3 separate regions of the Triticum aestivum genome follow, and all the other regions are linked to region 2. A link is a contact called in public Hi-C data. All regions are on one chromosome and are shown on one strand. The core of a region is the stretch at or near the end of the contact, and the rest is flanking DNA. Distances in the headings are between cores, read along the strand shown. Region 1 holds the start of LOC123098176 (U-box domain-containing protein 75). Region 2 holds the start of LOC123098177 (heptahelical transmembrane protein ADIPOR3). Region 3 overlaps LOC123097000 (GTP-binding protein At2g22870).

Region 1 (3,996 bases), core at 986-3,485, 190 kb before region 2:
ACCGAAGGCGACGAGTGGACGACGGTTGGTTGGGCCGGCGCCTAGCGAGCGAGCGACCGGCGCTTTGCCTCGATCGGGGGCAACGCGCGACAGCGTACGGCCCGCTCCTGTGCTCGCACGTCGGGTCGGGCCGGTCAGCCATGATTCAGGTCACACGCACCGTGTCGCGGTGTCGCGCGTGCGCCGTGCCCCCCCTCCCTCCCCTCCGCGCGCGGCCGTGCCGGAGGGGCACCCATCCATCGCTGTGCCCGCCGTCCGTCCGTCCGTCGGTCCACCCGTCGTACGTGACGATCGAGAGAGGTTTCCGCCTCCGTGCCCGTGGGCCTCGGTGCTGGGAGAACGAAAAAAAAAACGACGACTCTCTCTCTCTCCCTCCTGGCTGCGTTGCGTGCCTCCTCGCCCACGTACGCCGTGCTGCGTACTCTACCGGGCTCGTACTACAACACGTACGGTGCAACAGCGGCTCTCTGTGCAGCAACAGTGACGGATCGCCGGACGGACGCGTCTCCGTCCATCGCTAGGTGGCGTCATGTTTACGTCGCGTTTACTGTCCGCCCTTTGACTTGAAACATCGCCTGCACGACTGCACGTACGTAGTACGTACTGCGTGTGTATGGTTGGCAAGGTACTGTGACACTAGCCACAATGGATAGTAATAGAGTAGTAACATGCCCATGTTACTACTCTACGTTACTACATCTATAGTGGGGAGTAACATATGTGTGATAACATGCAACACTTCATTTATTATATTATAGACTCATCTTGTCTTGATATATGTGATGTTACTCATACTAGTACTAGTAATTAGCTATGTTATCACATGCCTCTCTTTCTTCATTTATTGCTTGCCACATCATCTATTTTATCTAGATATGTGTGATGTTACTACCTATGTTACTTCTATCGTGGATAGTCTGAGCGTGAGAGGTCGTCCGCGTCGGCGTTTAATTTGCGCACAGTCGGAGCCCTTGTAGCGTGCGGCGCGCCGGGGCGGCAGGCCGGTCAAGGAGCGCATTTTTTAAAGCCTTGAGCTTTGGACATGTCTAGTTTCGGCTTTCTTTCCCGTGCTACCAGCGCTTACTGTTGCTCACTTTTGCCTTTATATATATGTTTTCTTTGGTCCCTTTCATTTCCTTTGCTCAGCCCTCCGGGCTCCGGCCCCGTGGTCGTTGGTCCTGGTCACGGTCGCACCGGATGGATCCACTTAATTAAGACGTACGCAAAAAGAGAGCTCCAACCTGGCATCAATGCACGTGCGATGTTTCCCATCTTTTTCTCATTGGATTGGGATTGGATGGAGGTTTGAATAAGTTGATGATACTACACACACCGACTTTGTTCAAGTTAAAGCAAGCGTGTTTGTGACAAATCTCCCACGTTGAAACGTCGTGCCATTTCCTCCATTTCTTTGCGCACAAGTTATCTATACAAAGAAACTCGAGCGCTCCTAATCGGGCTTGGTCAGAGCATTTGAGTGTGCGAGCAAAGCGGTCAAAGAGAGGGAGCAGCACGTCCGATGCAAGCGTAAACGCAACGTGATCGCGCGCGGGTCACGAGGAGGGAGATGAGGCAACGAGCCTGCTCCGTCCTTCTTGTCCTTGAACCCATTCAAAAAATGGGAAAAAGAGAAAACAAAGCCCCGCCCTCTTTGCCGATCCTGATCCCACCGCACGTGCGGTCCGCGTGCCCTAGATTTAGATTTAGAGGAGTACGTACACAGTACGCACGCACGCCCGTCTCGAATCCGTCGTGGTCACCGGTCAGCAACCTCAAGTTCCGCAGCTGACCGCTCCCGTTCCCCAGATGGGAAAAAAATATTTTTGTAGTTGAAAAAAAACCAAATGTTGAAAAGGGGAAACATAACAGCATGGGCATTTCATTCCTAGGAGCAATGGTAAAAATCACATCAAACCTAGAACGAGATCACTACTAAGGAAACCATATGGCACCATTTCCTGCAAGATTCTTCCCCATGCCTTCCTGTTTAGTGCTTTTGGCGTGGGCCAGTTGCCATACCAACACGCTTCTCAGCGGCAGCACTGAAGAAAAAGGAATTTTTGAGCGAGAGAAAAGAAATGTTAGTACCAGCGCTAAAATAAATGAAAATTGGGAAGAATACAAGAGGGTGCGCAGGGGGGTGGCCCACCACGCAGGCGGGGTGTCAGTGAGTGTGCTAATGTGTCTGGTCCCAAGTCCCCACCTTCCCTCGTCCAATCCCCTCTCACTCGCACCCACCCGAGTAAAATTGCAAATCCGGATAATAATTTCATCAGGATATTCCTGCTCGCTCTCTCACTCCCTCTCTCGCACACCCTCCCTTCTTCTTCTCCACCCACTCTAGCTCAGCTGGATCTCAGTCGCATTCTCACTCCCCCCACCCTCGCATATCAGATCTCCTCATATGCCCTGCAATCCGCCTCCAATCCAAAACCCAGAAGCTTTCCTCTCAAGCTCCTCGCTTCCTCGCCTCCCCTTTTGACCGGTAGGCAGCTGCGGGAGCCCGAAAATCCAAGAAAAGCAGCGGGTCAAGAAAGAGGGAAAGCAAGCGAGGAGGGTGATGATGATGGCGATAAGTCGCCCCATGATTCACCGCATCATCCCGTCGCCTGCGCGCCTCTGCTAAAAGGGCCTCGCCGTCCGTGTACGCTCCAGTGAGCGGTGGAAGAGCGTGCGGTTGCTTCGCGCAGACGGTCGGACGCCGCCGCTGCAATGCCGCAGTACCAGGAGCTGCCCTGCGGCGGGCAGGTGCTCGACATCGACGCCGCGCTCAAGGATGGCATCCTGGGGTGCGGCCCGGAGCCCGGGGACGGCGCGCTGGGCGACGGAGGGAAGCAGCCGGTGGAGCTGAGGAAGATGATGGACGAGCTGGATGCGGCCGGCGACGGCGGCGGGGACGAGGTCGTGCCTGCCGTCTTCATCTGCCCGATCTCCCTGGAGCCCATGGTGGATCCGGTCACGCTCTGCACCGGCCAGACGTACGAGCGCGCCAACATCTCCCGGTGGCTGGCGCTGGGCCACCGGACCTGCCCGACCACGATGCAGGAGCTCTGGGACGACGCGCTCACCCCCAACGCCACGCTCCGGCAGCTCATCGCCGCCTGGTTCTCCAGGCGGTACACCCGCTTCAAGAAGCGCTCGGCCGACTACCACGGCCGCGCCGCGGACCTTGTCCACGGTCTCCGCGGCACGGCCGTCCCAAGGAGGCAGCCCCTCAAGGGCCAGGCCCGAGTCGCCGCGCTCCGGGAGTTGCGCTCCCTCGCCTCCAACCACCAGTCCGTGACCAAGGCCATAGCCGAGGCCGGCGGCGTGTCGTTGCTGACCTCACTTCTTGGCCCCTTCACGTCTCATTCCGTGGGGTCCGAGGCGGTGGCCATTCTTGTGAGCGGCGTGCCGCTCGACGCCGACGCGAAGGCGGCGCTGATGCAGCCGGCAAAGGTGTCCCTCGTGGTGGACATGCTCAATGAGGGCGCCGTCGACACCAAGATCAACTGCGTCCGCCTCATCCGCATCCTCATGGAGGAGAAAGGGTTCCGGCCGGAGACGGTGGCGAGCCTGAGCCTCTTGGCCGGCTCCATGCGCCTGGTCCGGGACAAGCGGCACCAGGACGGTGTGGCCGCTGGGCTAGAGCTGCTCAATTCCATCTGCGCCGTGCACAGGCCGGCCAGGAGTATGATTGTCAGCATTGGTGCGGTGCAGCAGCTGGTGGAGCTGCTGCCGGAGCTGGCGACGGAGTGTGTGGAGCCAGCCTTGGACATCCTTGACGCGCTCGCCTCAGTCCCTGAAGGCATGACGGCTCTCAAGGATTGCCCGAGGACGATACCCAACGCCGTCCGATTGCTGATGAGGGTGTCCGAGGCCTGCACGCAGCGTGCCCTGTCGATGCTGTGGGTGGTGTGCAGGATGGTGCCCGAGGAGTCGGCACCCGCCGCCCTGGAGGTCGGACTGGCCGCCAAGCTTCTGCTGGTGATCCAAAGCGGGTGCGGGCCGGAGCTG
Region 2 (3,432 bases), core at 159-2,658:
CACACCACCAAATCCTCTCCACATCGGCAAAATAACAAAAGGTAATATCACCCCGAAGTTTGTAGTCCTAATTTCCTAGTATTCATACTTCACCATTTATGGCACATAGCTTGCAGAAGAGGTTAGTGGTCAACCAAACTCAGTGTTACATAATGGCAGTCAAATCACTTGGTTTCCTTTCGACTTGATAGGATAGGCAAGCAACAAAGACTAGAAAAGACACATTTGAAGTCCATGGTTCAATTAAATGTATGACCTGTTGAAATTGAAAGGGACTTCTTTAATTAGTTTGGTGGACGGTAGTCTTGATAAAATTTAAAAATTAAGTTGGTTGTTGTCTCATCTTGCTTGGCAACAAACAAGCAAGGGCTACGACAAATGCTTCAAAATTCAGAGTGCCACAATGCATTCTCAGTGCTGAATTTCTTACTTGGTAATTAGTTTGAAACTTCAAGTCTGAACACGAGGAACTGAGCAATTTCAAGCCAGGGTTAAGTGAATCAAAAATCAAATGGTTGCATTGTAAAATTAACATGACAGAGAATCCTTGTTTTCAAGAGTAAATCAGCTTCCCTTTTCATGCCATAATTACATAGCTGAAGAAGCCATAATTACATGGCTAAAGAAACCGTACTATGTTGGATAACCACAACACAGAAAGAGAGAACAAAACTGCAGGTAAAGCACCAGATAGATACATACATCGTTCCAATTTTCAAACTAGAAACTCGCAATGTTATCAGAACTATATATGTCCAGGGGATTAATTGGCTGTTCCATACATGTGCGCACAGTATAAAATTGGCATAAGGAAAACAATTGGATTGAAAAATAAGATGGGGGGATGAGCAAGAGTACGCACGTCCAGACGTTGAGGGTCTCGTTGTGGATGGAGAAGACGGAGAGGAGCACCTGCGGGAGCGGCCACTCGCAGCGGTAGTAGCGCAGGATGTACTCGTTGTCCCGCATGTAGGCCGGCAGCGCCCGGTAGTCGACCAGGCCGTAGCGGCGCCCCTTGCCCTGCTTCCCCTTCCTCTCCTCCTCCAGCATCGGCCTCTCCACCTCCGCCTCCTCCTCCCACACCGCCGCCGCCGTCGCCGTCGCCATCGCCAGAGGGCCGGGGAGAAGACCGCCGGGAGAGAGAGCGCGACCCGTTCGGCCCGGGTGTTATGCCGCCCCGTCCGAATATCCGCCGCACGCGAACGCGACGACGCGCCCGCTGCCTGTGGTGGGTTGTATCGCTTCCCTCGCTCGCTCGGCCTGGGTTGCGTCGGCCCGTCGATCTCGGCGAGGCGGGCGCGCCTCGGTGCGTCCCCTCCACCCCAGAATTTTCTTTTTTCAAATACCTCCACCCCAGATTTAGCAGAGCAGCCTCTGACGCACGCCGGGTCGGCGTGTCCGCCTTGGCGTTTTGGGGCTTCTGTTTTGTTGGCGCGGTGGCGTGCCATGGGGCGTACGAGTGCGAGTGCGACCCGGTGCGTTGTGAATGAAGGGGGAGCTACGGCCGTGCGTGCCGACTACCTCTCGCTTTCCCCTCTCGTCCCGCGGAAGGAAGGGTGTGGCTTGGCTGGACCGTGCACGTACCGTCTCACGGATCCGACGTGCCCAATCGATTTCCGGCCGAAAAGGGAAGCAGTAGGAAGCGTGCGGGATTCTTGAGTCATCGCATGCCCAACCTCCCGTCGTGCTCACGGAAAATGGTTACGCGATTTTGACGTAGGCCGATCGTGCAAGTGCAAGGGCGACAAAAGCCCGTGAGGTCATGTTTGAGTTTTTTTTAACACAGTACAGACGCAAGAGCTCATATACACACGCATACACTCACCCCTATGAACACACACGCACACCCTACCCCTATGAGCACCTTCTAAAGACTGAGCCGGCATATCATTTTGAAATTTACGACGAGACGTCTCCTCCCACTGAATGTGCATCACCGGAAATCCTGAAATAAATGCGAGCACCGAGACTTGAACCCTGGTGGGCTGGGGATACCACAGTCCCTCTAACCATCCAACCACATGTTCACAGGTCAGGTCATATTTGAGTTGAGCCATTGATTGCTATATATGCCTATTCAATGTCAATGTTCGTCAGAGCATATTCAACGCCGATCCTTGAACCGTGGCCAATTTCGTTAGGGCATATTCAACACCGATCCTCAAACGGACATCATATTTCTCTGTGGATGCGTCACGCGTTCGTGGACAGTGATACGAGAGCCGACCATCCAAGGCTTGCCCACATCTCCGGCCACAATATAAACAAATTTAGACATAACTCATGCATATACGACGAAATTCATACAAACGGGCATAAATTCAGACATGATTTACATAAGCCGTAGATATTTCGTCCGTTCAACTAAAACTTAAAAAACTAAACTAATTTGTAGCAGACAGGCTGGCCGGCGGCACCTCTGTCGCCTTCCGTGCTCACGTTATCATCGTTGAAGCTGGAGTGGTCCTTCCAGCGGTGAAGGGCGCCAAGGCGCGGTAGCCCTGCCCGGCCGCCACCTGGCGCTCGAGCCGCTCATCTTCCTCTTGCGCCATGCGGAGGGCCGCCTCGGCCAACGCGGACCCTGGCCGGGGAGCTCTACCCTTGACCCTGCTGAGGACGACAGAGGTGTCGTTGAGTGACCACTCCACCTCGACCTTGGCAAGCTCCTTGTCTTGGCAGCGCAGTCGCTACGCAGATATCTCCGACTTGGTCATCGATCGGTCATCGGCCCAGGCCTCCGCGAGGTTGGGGTCCACGAGGACCCAGGTTGGCGCCTCTTCAGTCAGACTATGCGAACATCGCTCGATGCTCCGCGTTGCACCACTCCCTCCATGACGCCTCCTTGGCCGCCCTCTCCTCTGTTGACATGATGCTCCACGCTGAGGAGCTACCACTGCTGCGGCCACTGAGTGTCGGCGGGCGTGTGCAAGATACGCGCGAGACACCATGGACGGGAGATGTCCTTTTGCTGGTTCGTGAATGGGGCACGAAGGTGAGGACCTACACTATCGAAATGCACGAAATGTACACGATGATTTACCCGGGTTCGGGCCGCATGGTTGCGTAATATCCTACTCCTACTTTTGTGTGTGTTTATGTTGGTGGATGGCGAGCTACAAGTCCTTCGCGGGAACGGGAAGCGTTGTGTACTCCTACTTTTCTTCTACCAAATGTCCAACCTTTTACAGGTCTCTTCTGTCTTGCTAAGAAGTGCCTTCCCCCCCCCCCACCCCGCCCTCAATAGCTAGGTCCTCCTTTTATATCTCAAGGGGTACCACAATGGCTTTTCTACTAAGGAAGTGGTCCGGCCATCTGACCGAGTAGGTGAGTGCATTAAATGCTTGTATGAAGTGTTATTGCCTTCTGTATTCCGGGAATGGACGCCTGTCTTGTCACCACCAACCATGGCGCCACTTTGCACGGGGCGTGACA
Region 3 (3,931 bases), core at 932-3,431, 230 kb before region 2:
AGAAGACCGGGCGAGCCTCGTCCATTATTTGGTGAAGTTTTTTGGTGCCCTCTGCTCACCCGCGCGTTGGCGAAATTAACACAGGCGCGTCCCAGGTGGGCTGGGCAAGGCAAAGTTTTGGAGCCAATCCAAACGAGTACCAAATCAGCCGGGCGAGCTGGTATGGCTAGCGTTGGCTGAAAACCAAACAGACCCTACACCTTTACATGGAATAGCTCCTTCACCACTCTCCAGACAAAGATCTTTATGTTGAAAGTATGTCTTGGAAGCCTTTCATATTTTGGTTTTCTTGTCAACTCCAACATTAGATTTAGAACAGACATAAGCTCTGTCAACTTCTGAATAAGTTGCTGTCTGATTGTAATCTCTGAGGATATAGCAATTCTACACACTAAATGAAGCAACAATGTTTTAAGTAGGAACTCAAAAGAACTTTTAGTGTTAATTTTCCATTCTCAAATTTTACATTATTTTTTCATACTCATTAGGGCATTTTCCCAGCAAGAACTACTGAGCATAGTTTAGGATTTACCTGGCCTACGCAGTAAACATGATCAGATCAAGTTCTTCCTGCATGTAGGTTTGCAGCTGCGTCCAAGACAGCTCGAACGGATTGGTCTTCATTTACCAAGGGGTATTTCTTGAACAGGGACACTTTGGTCGGTGTACTGCTCCTTGTTGATGCTAGTGTTCCAACTCAACAAATTGACCTCGACTGTGCTAACTGGCTTGGTCGTAACAATGTGAGACAACTTACCCTTTCACCTGAAAATGTATATTACATGCTGGTTATGGATTTAAATGTCAAGTGACTTGTATCTTCAGGATTGATTGTACATGTGCCCTATAATAATACTGATCTCCAGCAACTATCTGCTATTCTATTGTTTTGGTGTCACAGGTCGGGCTAACCTTTGTGTTCACCAAGTGTGACAAAGTAAAGAAAGGCAAAGGGGGTCGGCCTGATGAGAACATCAAAGTGTTCCTGGAGAACATCGGTTCGCTCTATCCAAGGCCTCCTCCATGGATCATGACGAGCAGCACCACAGGACTAGGCCGCGACGGGCTGCTCCTCCATATGTCGCAGCTGAGGAACTACTGGGACAATGAGGCAACCTAGGTCAGTGCTTCTTCAGGCTTGGGACAGCTAAAGCTAGGAGCAACAGTACTTGCAGAAGAGAGCAGCACAAACCGATCATCCTGCCTGACGAACTTCAGTTTCTGGACTTCACCGATGGATCGTGCTTTGCATAGACTTCAGGTTCAGTTTCATTGCGCTGGCCTCTTGATGTATAGCGGAAGATGATTCACGATACGCAGACATGATACAGTAATACCGCGCCCCTTCTGGTCCATGTTTGTTGTAGTAATATTTGGCTCACCTGCGGAAGTAAAGTCTCGTCCACTTGTTACGATATCTGAACGCAATGGGCCGATCTGGAACTGTACATTTATACCACTACTCGTATGGCGAAGGCAGCCCAGCAAATTCAATGTACTGCTGCACACATTGAATTGCACGGAAATTAATTTGTTGCGCACGCTTTACTGCCCGACAGACTACATGGTCTAGTACGACTGGCCATTAAAATTCGATTAAATCCAGATTTCCGGTGGTGGTACTGGTACCACTGTACCGTGGTACATAAGCGCCGGCCTTTTTTGTGGCGCTCTCGCTTTGAACAGCGGAGACACGGACACAGTTACCATGTCCCACCGGAACTGCGGAGCCGGGCAGGCAGGGAAAACGGAAAGCGAGGCGTGCACGGACGACTGGTGACCGGAGATGTTTCTCTTTCGCCGGGCCTGGCTGGCTCGCCGATCCCCCAGCTCCGCTGGCCCGGTGGCTCCACCGGCAGCGAAGAGGTGAGGCCCATGGCATGCCATCCATGTGTTTCTTTGGTTTTATTTGGGTTTTCTGAAGCAGGCGGCGGCCGGAGTAGGAGTACAGAGCCGAGCTCTGAAAGGCCAGGAGAATGGCCAGCGTCAACTCGCGGGAAGTGTTTTGTAGGAGTAGTTCGTTGCTTTGCTGTGTTCAGAAAAAAATGTTCGTTGCTGGGCGAGAGGTGGCTTGGGAGAGGGAGACCGGGGGTCAATCAAGCGGCCCCATGCCCTGCTGCCGCTGACTGTGGGGGCAGCCGCAGGTGGGCTCATGGGCCACATGCCCCCACCCTTGTCCCCTTTCTCATCAGGCCTCTCCTCCTCCGTCCCTCTCTGTCCCTGGCTCTATCGGGCCCAGTGCACAGGGACTGAGGGTGCCCTTGTCCTTGTGCGACCACATCGCTACGGTGCTCCCTAAAAAAAACATCGCTACAAGTAAAATTGCAAAGTTAATAATGCTCAAGTACAAAGATGGAGTAAGCCAGGTCCCAAATTTGTGAAACTGAACGTGGACGCTTCTTTCCATGTGGAAGAAGGAGCAGGAGCAACGGCTGCTGTAATCAGGGACGAGAGAGGTAACTTCTTAGCAGGCCATTGCCGCTTTATGTCTTATGTAGTTGATGTCGTGACAATGGAGACCATGGCGATGCGGGCTGGCCTCATTTTTGCAAATTCACTTGGATTTCCTCGAGTGGAAGCGGTGTCTTTCTACAGCGGTGATTGAATGTTGCACCGAGCAAACAAGATGGTGGGATGCTGCAGCGGCAATCTTTGCGGAGTGTGTGGACACGTCTTTGTTTATTGGGAATGTTATTTTTAAACACTGTAATCGTTCTTCAAATAATGCGGCTCATGTGCTAACTAGTCATAGTTTCTGTAAAAAGACTTCTAATAGCTGGATGGGAGAGCCTCCAAGCTTTCTAGTTTCCGGACTCGTGGAAGATGTAATACCTGTTTAATTCAATAAAGCTAGTCATGATGGCCTTTTCTAAAAAGATATAGTAGCCAAAATTGCCTGAAAAAAAAAGTTGGCGAATCACACATGCCCACTAAAAGGAAAGCCAAGTAGACAAGAGTTTACCGACGGGGATCTCCACTACTACCAGGGAGGGAGGCAGAAACCCAAAGAGGAAGCAAGGGAGCACCAACCAATCCTATCGCCCAAGCTGGAGTAAATTGTTGGTGTGCGACTAGACGAAAAGTTGTATAGTAGTAATGCTGTTACTGTGCTAGCTATCTTGCTTCACAATCACAACACGGCAGCAGCCAGTCAGCTCCTTTCCCCGCACGCCACCAGTATATAAACATATACTGATCTGGTTTGAAACTGGTTCTCACGTTTATTATCGGTCAGGGGTACCAACATGGCTTGTCAGATCTACAGCTTATAACTGCCATGAGCAGCATGGAAGCTGGGGGTAAGCTGACTGATTTGCGGGGATTCGTAAAGAATATTCAGGCGTCATACAATGGAATTTCCAACGCCTAACGGTTTACAATGAAATTCAAACTGCTGCTGACAAGATCAGATGAGCAAGACAAATGAAGAAGGAAACAGAGGAGTGTGGACTGCTGCTCGTGCTGCTTCAGGTTCAGGCCATGCGCATGCGTCGCATCGCCTCGCATGCGCGCCGACTCGATGGATCAATCAGCCTCTGTCGCTGGCTGCGATGCGGGCGTCAGCTCTTCCCGATTTGGTCCGCTCCTTTGCCAAACTGCAGGTGCCCGGTGCCTTGGTCAACTCAAGCACTCAGGCTTTGTCCCCCATGCACGCATGGACACGCGTGGCGTGCGTTGCACTCCCGCGGCCGCGGTGCCATACTGCCATACCCAAGAAGCGATGCGACGCACGAGTGACAAGACATGTACGTACCCGCACGCTCTCATTCTCTATCCACCGGATAGTTTTGGAGCTTGATTTTGGCTGGTCTCCTGGAGCGAGACGATTTGGATGGAGCTCGGGCTCCCAGCCAGAAATTTTAAACACTTCCAATATTTATATTTAAAGGTTTGAAAAAAAAGTTCTAAAAGTATTTCCACATCTGTATAT

Evidence for each region. Hi-C and Micro-C count contacts between places; a contact is called where the count stands out from the background.
Region 1: a contact with region 2 is called in a Hi-C map of leaf, with 6 times the contacts expected there. The contact joins the promoter of LOC123098176 here to the promoter of LOC123098177 in region 2. A contact is called at or near these places in 4 of 5 Hi-C or Micro-C datasets (leaf and root).
Region 3: a contact with region 2 is called in a Hi-C map of leaf, with 2.4 times the contacts expected there. The contact joins the enhancer-like site here to the promoter of LOC123098177 in region 2. A contact is called at or near these places in 2 of 5 Hi-C or Micro-C datasets (both in leaf).

What each region holds. Positions count from the first base shown.
Region 1 is chr4D:399,706,703-399,710,698 of IWGSC CS RefSeq v2.1, forward strand. LOC123098176 (U-box domain-containing protein 75) reads left to right here and starts at 2,236. Exons shown (of 1, transcript XM_044520087.1): 1 at 2,236-3,996. The coding sequence starts at 2,713.
Region 2 is chr4D:399,892,612-399,896,043 of IWGSC CS RefSeq v2.1, forward strand. LOC123098177 (heptahelical transmembrane protein ADIPOR3) reads right to left here and starts at 1,409. Exons shown (of 3, transcript XM_044520088.1): 1 at 913-1,409.
Region 3 is chr4D:399,658,195-399,662,125 of IWGSC CS RefSeq v2.1, forward strand. It overlaps LOC123097000 (GTP-binding protein At2g22870), which reads left to right. Exons shown (of 7, transcript XM_044518774.1): 6 at 581-743; 7 at 902-1,417. The coding sequence ends at 1,120. Among protein-coding and RNA genes, the nearest start is that of LOC123097000, 16 kb to the left of the region's middle. Within about 2 kb of position 2,182, at least 7 of the 8 cell types and tissues checked have an H3K27ac peak or open chromatin away from gene starts, as enhancers often do. A contact at or near this core is called in leaf, where this site is marked.